Linked DNA regions of Mus musculus: regions 1 and 2 are each linked to region 3. Evidence: chromatin contacts called from public promoter capture Hi-C data. All regions are on one chromosome and are shown on one strand. The core of a region is the stretch at or near the end of the contact, and the rest is flanking DNA. Distances in the headings are between cores, read along the strand shown.

Region 1 (2,700 bases), core at 168-2,667, 430 kb after region 3:
TTAAGACCAGCCTGGTCTACAAAGTGAGTTCCAGCACAGCCAGGGCTACACAGAGAAACCCTGTCTCAAAAAACCAAACCAAATAAAATAAAATAAAGGACTCTGAAATAAGCCCATATTGGTATATCATTCCAATCTTGAGAACTCTGTCAGAAACATGCATTGGAGGGGCTGGAGAGAGCATGGTGGCTCAGTGCTTGTTGCACTTGCCAACAGCCATGAGAATAGCAATTCATAAGAATAGCAAAATTACAGTTACAAAGTAGTAATGAAATCATTTTATGGTTGGGGATAGCCACACACGAGGAACTGTATTAAAGGGCTGTGACATTAGAAAGGTTGAGCACCACTGTGCTAGAGGAAAGAAGCATAGCTAAAATTCCTCAAGATGCAGGCATGGCGAGGGTTTCCTGAACAGTACTCTAGTAGCAAGGAAATAGCCCGCAAAATCAAAATGAAGAAGCTTTGGGCAACAAAGAGAACAGTCACCAGAGGGAAGAGATAGCAGGAAAGTGCCTTTCAGGTTATGTAGCAGATGGCTGATACTCAGTAGATGTAAAGAACTGCAGAAATTCAACACCTACACATCCAATCAATAAATAATCTAAATTGTCAGGTCTCAAGAAAGGATATGCAAATGGTAAATAAAATGTTAAAAGTGTTCTACAGCCTCACCCAACAGGAAAATACACATTAAAACTGCTTTGGGAGTCCATCTCATTCCGGTTCCGAATGATTGTCTTTAGGAAAATAAATGACAGGGCCAAGAGACAATTAAGCACTTGTTGCCTGACAAGCCTGATGATCCGAGTGTGATTCTCAGGACCCATGGTAGAAGGAAGGACACAACTGACTCCGGAAAACAAATATCAAAAGATATAAATAAATCTTTTAAAAATCCTTACCGGTGCCAGTGAGGACATGGAGAAAGGAATTCTGTTTTCTTTTTTGTTTCAATTTTTTAGACAGAGTCTCACTGTGTAGACCAGTTGGCTGTGAACTCACAGAGGCTTGCCTTTGCCTCCCAAATTCTGTTTATTGTTACTTTTGAGAATGTAAACTTGTATAGCCACTATGAAACAGCAATGTGGAGATTTCTCAAAAACGATAGTTGGTGCCATTCTTGGTGGTATACAGGTGGGAATTTCTATGTTAGGAGCCACAGAGGTATTTGTGTGTTTGTGGTTGCATCATTCATGAGAGTTAGAAGATGGATTTCCATCAGCAGATGACCCTGCTGTGTTATCAGGCACAGTTCTGTCCCTTAGCAGGATGTACTGTTTGAATGCTGGTGATGTGCAGCTGCGGCTTTCTCTCCTTTGTGGGCAAAAGTTTTAGTAAAAATCTGTTTGAACTATGCAGAGGGTTGAGCTTGCTGGCTAATAGAGAGGAAAGTTTTACTCATCACTGAGTAGGGAACCCTTAGAACAAGTCGCTGTGGAGAGCAGATGCGTTTTTCCAAGCACACACAGCACTTAGCTCAGAGTTTGTGTTCATTGGGGAAAGTTTCTACCCCGTAGGGAATTGTTCTTTCCCACTGTTTAGTGTCTCAAGTGTTTACTTTGGAAACAGATTCACTTGTTACTAAAAAAACAATTAAGTTCCTTTCTTCTCTGGGAGCTGAATTCTTATGTTTTATGAAAGAACATCTCTCATGACTTCCTAAATATTTGGGTGATTGCTTAGCTACAGGAATTGCCAAGATAGTGTTGATGAGTGTTCTAGGGTGATTTAATCTTCCATTCTGAATTTGTGAATTGTCTGGAAGTATGTGGATCACAGTGTGAATATAGCAGACTTCAAAAAGAGTGCAGCATGCTGTAGTGTACAGAGCACAGACTTGCTTGAATCCTGGCTTCTATGTTGCTTTGATGACAGTCACTTGTCCATAGTGTCATCTTTTCTTGTGTGTAAATGGAAAGGGATCTTTCTGCTTTAGCAGGCTTTTAGCACAGTGAGACAGGATTGGGGTGTCCCTCATACTATGACTACCTGTTGCTGATAGAGTAAACACAGTGGCCTTCACCTTGCCCGAGCAGTGGAGTGCCAGAATCAGACCCCATAGGGAATTGTCTTTTCTTTGAGGTCCCACTGAAACACTGGCTATCTAGAGCCTGGCCCCAGACCTGCAGTGCTCCTGCCTCTGCCTCCTGTGTTCTGGGTTTTAGATGTGTGCTAACATATCCTTCTGAGGAATTACTTGACAGTGCCTTCTTCGGCTTGATGTTACTTGGTTAACTTTACCCAAATGATTGAGTGCTACCTTTAAGCTTGCCTATTGACCTTGCTTCTAATTCTTTAATGAGTGGTAGAGGTTCATTAAAATATGAATGAGGTCTACTTCAAGATGCACAGTAGTGGGCATTCCACTGAGCCAGAGCACTCGTCTGTCACAAGAATTTGGTGTTGTTAGGGTCTGTGAGGCCATAGGAGACCCACATAAGGCAGTGTTACCATCTCCTTTGATTAATCTGACCTAAGCAAGGTGATGAGTCCTTTCATAACAATTCTAGTTTTTTCACTACTAAAAAAATTGTAGTAACCCACATAGACCAATAGATTTCCTAAATGGGCTTCTCCTGACCAATTATTTGTAGTAAATTTTAAAACAAGGAGTATTAAATATGGTTTGCCCTAATTAAAACTGTCATAAAACTGAAAGAAGCATTGCATGTGTATTTAAAAACTGCTTAGCATTGG
Region 2 (2,700 bases), core at 49-2,548, 360 kb before region 3:
GGGATAGACAGAAATGAGAGTGTGCCATATTGGATAGAAGTATAAGCAATGCTCAGTAAGGAAAAGATGCCATTTCTCCTCTTATTCTGATGCAGGGGCTGGACCCCACTTGGACGTGGTCCTAGAGTATCCCCAGCCTCCTGGTCATAGGCAGGTGCATAGACTCTTTCCAACCCACGGCTGTCATCAGCAGGCTGAGGAGGTGCCTTAATTAAGAAGCAGCCCCTCCTGCCACAAGCAGTGCCTTTTCACTTCCTGGCCCAAGCTGTACTGTTGTCACAGTTGATGATCTACAAAGGAGATCTGAGAAACATTAGCACTCTCAAAACCCACGCTCCAGACCCAGTGGGGCCCACCTCACCATCTGCTGTGGGCCCCAAGCCGAGCAGGCAGCAACGGAGACGAGGATTTAGAACCTGCTCTCATTCCAAGGCGGAGGAGGTTGCTGGACTCAGACTGGCTGAGCTCTAGTGAGTGCTTGCCCTCTGCCAGGCCCAGCTATTTCTGAAAGGTTCTATGGCCACTCTGACCTGTTCTCCCTCTGACGCTGGACTTGCCCCAGGACCACAGGAAGGCAGGATGCTGAGAGGCCACAGTCATCTGTTCCCATCTGCCATTTACACCACCAAGGGCTGGCAGGAGGATTCCTGTGGAGGGAAGCAGGGGTCTTAGACAAGACAACCGGCTTTCTACTCTCCTTACCTACCCCCATATAGAACTGAGAAATGGGGTCACTGTTTGCATCTAACCGTGAATGGTTGATACCAGAGGAAACAGGCATGGATTTCTTGGCTTCTGAGATGGAGATTGGGCTATGAGATGGGAAGGTGGATAGATCCTGGCAGAGCTGGTCCACTGGCTCTTCTTGCCCAGTGCTGCTTAAGGATGCCAGAGGAGAGTCATGAGGAAAAACAGAAATCTAATGGTAGCTTGCAATGTTCCTTACTGTCTCAGCCCTAGGACAGGAAAATTAAATAAAGAGAAAAAGTTGAAAGCCAATGAAATTGGTGGAGAGCAAGGAAACAGGGAGACTTAATGCTGTTTGCTGGAAGACGTTAGGGCTGGAAACCCACAGACCCTCACCCAGAACAGGGTGCATGGATGAAAGTTGGTTGGATCCATCTTAGCCTGAAATCATTCCACATATTCGAGGTAGCTGAAGATGAGCCCAAACAAGAAGTCCCCAGAGTAAACACTCAACGAGTTGTTAACTTGGGGGAATCTGTGGGTATAAAGAGGCTGCGATCAAAGAAAGACTACATGCCCACAAAGAGAAGGGGCAGGCATCTATCTATGACATCACAAACACTGAGGTGCTGGGCCAGACCCCAGGACTGACCCTGAGGTCACAGACAAAGCTCACAAAGCACATATGACAAAAGGAATACTCTTACCTACCACCATATGACCTCATATGCTTGGCTTTTCTTGGGGCTAAAAAAGAAGGAAGGTTTGCAGCAGGCAACAACTGAACTGCTGATCACAAGTGCCCCAGCCCTAGTGTAGATGGACAGGCTAAGAAACCTTAGGAGCAACAGAGCAGCCTGCTGTTCACAAGCTGCGTGCTGAGAGTCAAGGCAAAATGAATGTCAGTAATAAGTACGTGACTCCTGATGAAACGTGTGACAAAAGCCTCTCTCTCCCCATCATCGTGTAGCTCTGGGAGCAACAGCTGAGAGGTGGAGCCTGTTCTCAAGGCCTCAGCACGAAGATGGGACTGTGACTGGGGCTGTGCCAGTGGAATGAGGGACTTGGTTATATATCCATCCATTTCTTTTTGGCTGTTCCTGGTGGTGTTAACTTTCAGGAACTGTAGCTGACCTGTACCTCAGCTGAGCAAAGCACCACAGGGGCCTGCAGGGAATGACGCCTCAGCCCTAGATATTCCTGTACCTTGTGGAATTATAACCTAGGTCATGAAGCAGACAACTGGAATGGCATCCTTAAAGACTGGTGTGAAGGTAATAGACCTAAAATTGGACAAGATCACTGGGGCTAGTTAGTCTAGAATCCCACTCCACACAGAATATCTTGCTGGACCACTCAAGCAAAATTCATCCCCTGCTTACAGAGCCTAAGAGAGCAGGAGTGTTCCTTCCTAAGCCCCACTCTCCTATAGAAAGCCCTATCGATGAGGCAGGGTTACTTAGTCTTTGCTGCAAAAGTCTACCTCTGCCATTACATCATTCTGCCTTCTGGCACCATGCTGAAGGAAAGCCAGAAGAAATTCCTCTGCGTGTATGGTGAGCCAGAGAGCAGCTTCTCAAGACACCCATGTCCTAATCCCAGCACTGTGGCTGGGTCTCCTCACCTGGAAGACATTGAGGGACTTGAGTCAGGGACCACTGATTCTTCCGGATTCTCCAGAAGTACCTGTGTAGTCTTGAGGCCCCTGTAAAAGAGAAGACCCAGAAGATCTGGAGCTGAGATGCTATGACAAGAGTAGCTGTGAAACAGGTGTGGTGGTTTGAATAGGTTTGGCCACCATAAACTCATGTTTGCCCACAGGGAGTGGCGCTATTAGGACGTGTAGTCTTATTAGAGTACATGTGGCCTTGTTGGAGGAAGTGTGTCACTGTGGAGGTGGGCTGTGAGGTCTCCTATGCTCAAGCTCCTCCCTGTGTGGAATTCCAGTCTCCTCCTGGTTGCCTTTGGATCAAGATGTAGAACCCTCAGCTCTTTCTCAGAACCCTGTCTGCC
Region 3 (2,700 bases), core at 122-2,621:
GCTATGTACAGTTGCACTGCTGACAGAAACATCATTATTCCGTACACGGCTGTATTTGTGAATGTATCAGTTGTCACTGAGATATACTTTGTGATGTGTGTGTGTGTGTGTGTGTGTCTGTGTGTGTGTGTGTGTGTGTGTGTGTGTGTGTGTGTGTGTGTTAGATCCTAACCCCAAAGCCTTATGCATGGTAGGCAAGTGCCATACCGCTACCTCTACTCCAAAACCCTTTGATCATTTTCATTTATCTAATGACGCCCTGTTTCTTCCTTGGAAGGGGGGTGGTGGTGGTGGAATGAACACAGGAAACCAGCAAATCGACTGACTTCCATCATTTTGCACTGTGATAATTTTGGACATGGGCTGCCTTTAACACAATTTGTTTTCTTTGAACCTCATGAGGTCAGCTAGCCTTGTTGGGTAACTGCCTGAGGCTGTGGCACCTCGCTGGAACAAACATATACTGACACAGCAGCAGTTTTGCATGCAAATTCTAGGAGCACCTGGACCTTAAAGTTGCCTGGGAGCTCCAGTGTAACCCGGTCAGCCAGGAGACAGTATCCAGAAGGCTGAGGTGACTCAAGCTCCCAATTGGTTATCTTGTCTGGATCTGAGCACAGCTCCTCCAGCTCCGTGCCTGTGGCAGAAGGGTCACACCTTGGACCACGTTACCTGGGAACTTCTGTGCAGGTTATTCAGCCCCTTGCTGCTCGATTTTACCAGTGAGCATGGGATAGCAAGACCTCCTCATGGTTTCTGTCATCTTGGCTTACATTATTGTTTGCCATTATTGTTTGCTTTGTTTTGTTTCCCAGCAGAGGACAACCTCAGGAGACACAACACAGTTATCCCTGGCCATTCCCAAGACTTGCCCCAAACCCTGTAGCCTGAGCATCCAGCACCCAGAACCCCCTGCTCAGTTCCTCACAGACTTTGTTTTCAAAGTCACCACAAACTGGAACCCACACAGGGGTACAGAGCTTGCAGGAGCTTCTTCTTCAGAGAGCAGACTCAAGCTTAGCATCTCAGGAGAGACCAGACAGAAACAGTAGGAGTCAGTCACAGGTTGAGAAGTGGGCAGGGACCCCATGGAAACAAAGCCAGTCAGGGAGGGAGGGGGAGAAAGGGAGGAATTGTTGTGCTGCCCAGAGGAAACCCGACAGCTAACGCCCACCCTGGAGGTCACAGTCACGGTAGCACAGAGGCTGCACAGGACAAGGGGCATGACAGAGGACTAGCCCATGCTGCAGAATGGCCTTCTGGGAGTGTCTAGCTGCCAGGATCTGGGAACCGCCCTGAGCTGAGAATTTTTGAAGTCTCCTCCCTGCCGCTGTGAGTCAGGCTGGGCAAACACTTTCAGTTTTGTTTTCCTGTGTGCAAAGAAACGAAACTCCACAGAAGCACTGCAGGAAGCTTGACCATGGAGGCTGACTTCCAAGTGTGCAGGAACTGGTAAGAAGGCATTTTCTCCAGGGCTGGCCAGACAGAGGGGCAGGGCAGAGCAAACAAATTCTGAAGTGATGGGGATGAAGTACAACACCAGAGGGCAAGCCGAAGGGGACTGGAACCTCTGGAGTGAAGAGGTTCCAAATCTCTAAGTAGAGTGCTCAGTGGTACCTCAATATCACTGTTCCCTCTTAGCTTGGGTATTTCAGGCTGGCTAGTTTTAGCCATGAAGTATGGAGGGACTGGTCCCTAGCAGGCTATTCCTGTCAGAGCTTAGATCCGTAGCAGGGGTGGGGGGCATCGTGGTCTTCCCACCCATCTGTGAGAGGACCCTTTGAGAGATGTTCCAGGGTTATTCCTGTCCTCCGCCTGACAAAGGAGCTGGGAGATAGAACATGGAGGGCTGAGCAGGAGGCAAGGACCACACCTCCAAGTAAAAAGAGCTGGTTCCTCAGCAGACCCCACCTGTTGCAGTAACTGGGGTAAAGCTCCACAGAGATCTTTGTTCCACTTCACCTTTCAGGATCTCTGGTCTATGGAGTATGGAGGCAGGCAAAACAGAGAGGGCAAACAGAGCAAAGGACGTCATTCTGTGCGGTTGTGGGGACAGCTGGATCAGGCTAACAGCAGTGAGGCCATGAACCAGATCACAGGGGCCTGAACAATTGGAGGCCATGAGCCAGATCACAGGGCCTGAACAATTGGTCCTTTAAGGATACAGCCTGTTTCCTTTCTCCCGAGCTGCCGTGAGCATGAGCAGATGGAATGGGTTGGCAGCGTTCCTGGTGATGAGCCTATCAGAGGAGGACACCCTGCCCTACAAGACTCCCCTGCATCTCAGATGCTCTCTGGGTAGCTGCAAGGGAGCCCAGGGACGGGAGACAGCGTGGTGGATGGACTTTTGCTCTTGAGAGTTGGGAAACCCTTGGAGGGTCTGAGGTGTGGTCAGGGCAGAGCTGCACTGCTGTGCTCCCTTGTTCTCGTGATGGCCTTTCTAGGAGATAACTGGAAAAGGATAGAACTTTACCTCCCCCAACCCTGTCTCTGTGGGGTGATGCTGAGGAGTCGTTCCAGGCACTGAGCCTAGGGCATTGCACAGAGCAGCCAAGCACTCTGAGCTGCGTTATCCCTGGCTCTGTTTTTCCCTTTCCTTTTGACACAGAGTATCACTAAGTTGCCTAGGCTGATCTTGAACTTACTCTATAAGCACAGATAAGCCTTAAACTAGCCATCTTCCTGACTCAGGCTCCTGAA

Evidence for each region. Promoter capture Hi-C pulls out the DNA fragments that hold promoters and counts their contacts.
Region 1: a promoter capture Hi-C map of the C10 cell line shows a contact between it and region 3, with 2.7 times the contacts expected there. The contact joins the enhancer-like site here to the promoter of Xaf1 in region 3. A contact is called at or near these places in 5 of 39 promoter capture datasets (the 3T3-L1 cell line, the C10 cell line, liver and 1 more) and 1 of 9 other capture datasets (liver).
Region 2: a promoter capture Hi-C map of hippocampal neurons shows a contact between it and region 3, with 3 times the contacts expected there. The contact joins the promoter of 4930401O10Rik here to the promoter of Xaf1 in region 3. A contact is called at or near these places in 3 of 39 promoter capture datasets (cranial neural crest, hippocampal neurons and stem cell-derived epiblast-like cells).

What each region holds. Positions count from the first base shown.
Region 1 is chr11:72,733,629-72,736,328 of GRCm38.p6, forward strand. All of the region lies in intron 7 of Ankfy1 (ankyrin repeat and FYVE domain containing 1), which reads left to right. Among named protein-coding and RNA genes, the nearest start is that of Gm46287, 30 kb to the right of the region's middle. Within about 2 kb of position 1,418, at least 47 of the 459 cell types and tissues checked have an H3K27ac peak or open chromatin away from gene starts, as enhancers often do.
Region 2 is chr11:71,938,824-71,941,523 of GRCm38.p6, forward strand. It overlaps 4930401O10Rik (RIKEN cDNA 4930401O10 gene), which reads right to left and starts at 1,299. Exons shown (of 5, transcript NR_045942.1): 1 at 1,084-1,299; 2 at 750-956; 3 at 531-647.
Region 3 is chr11:72,300,258-72,302,957 of GRCm38.p6, forward strand. Xaf1 (XIAP associated factor 1) reads left to right here and starts at 1,372. Exons shown (of 6, transcript NM_001037713.4): 1 at 1,372-1,452. The coding sequence starts at 1,421.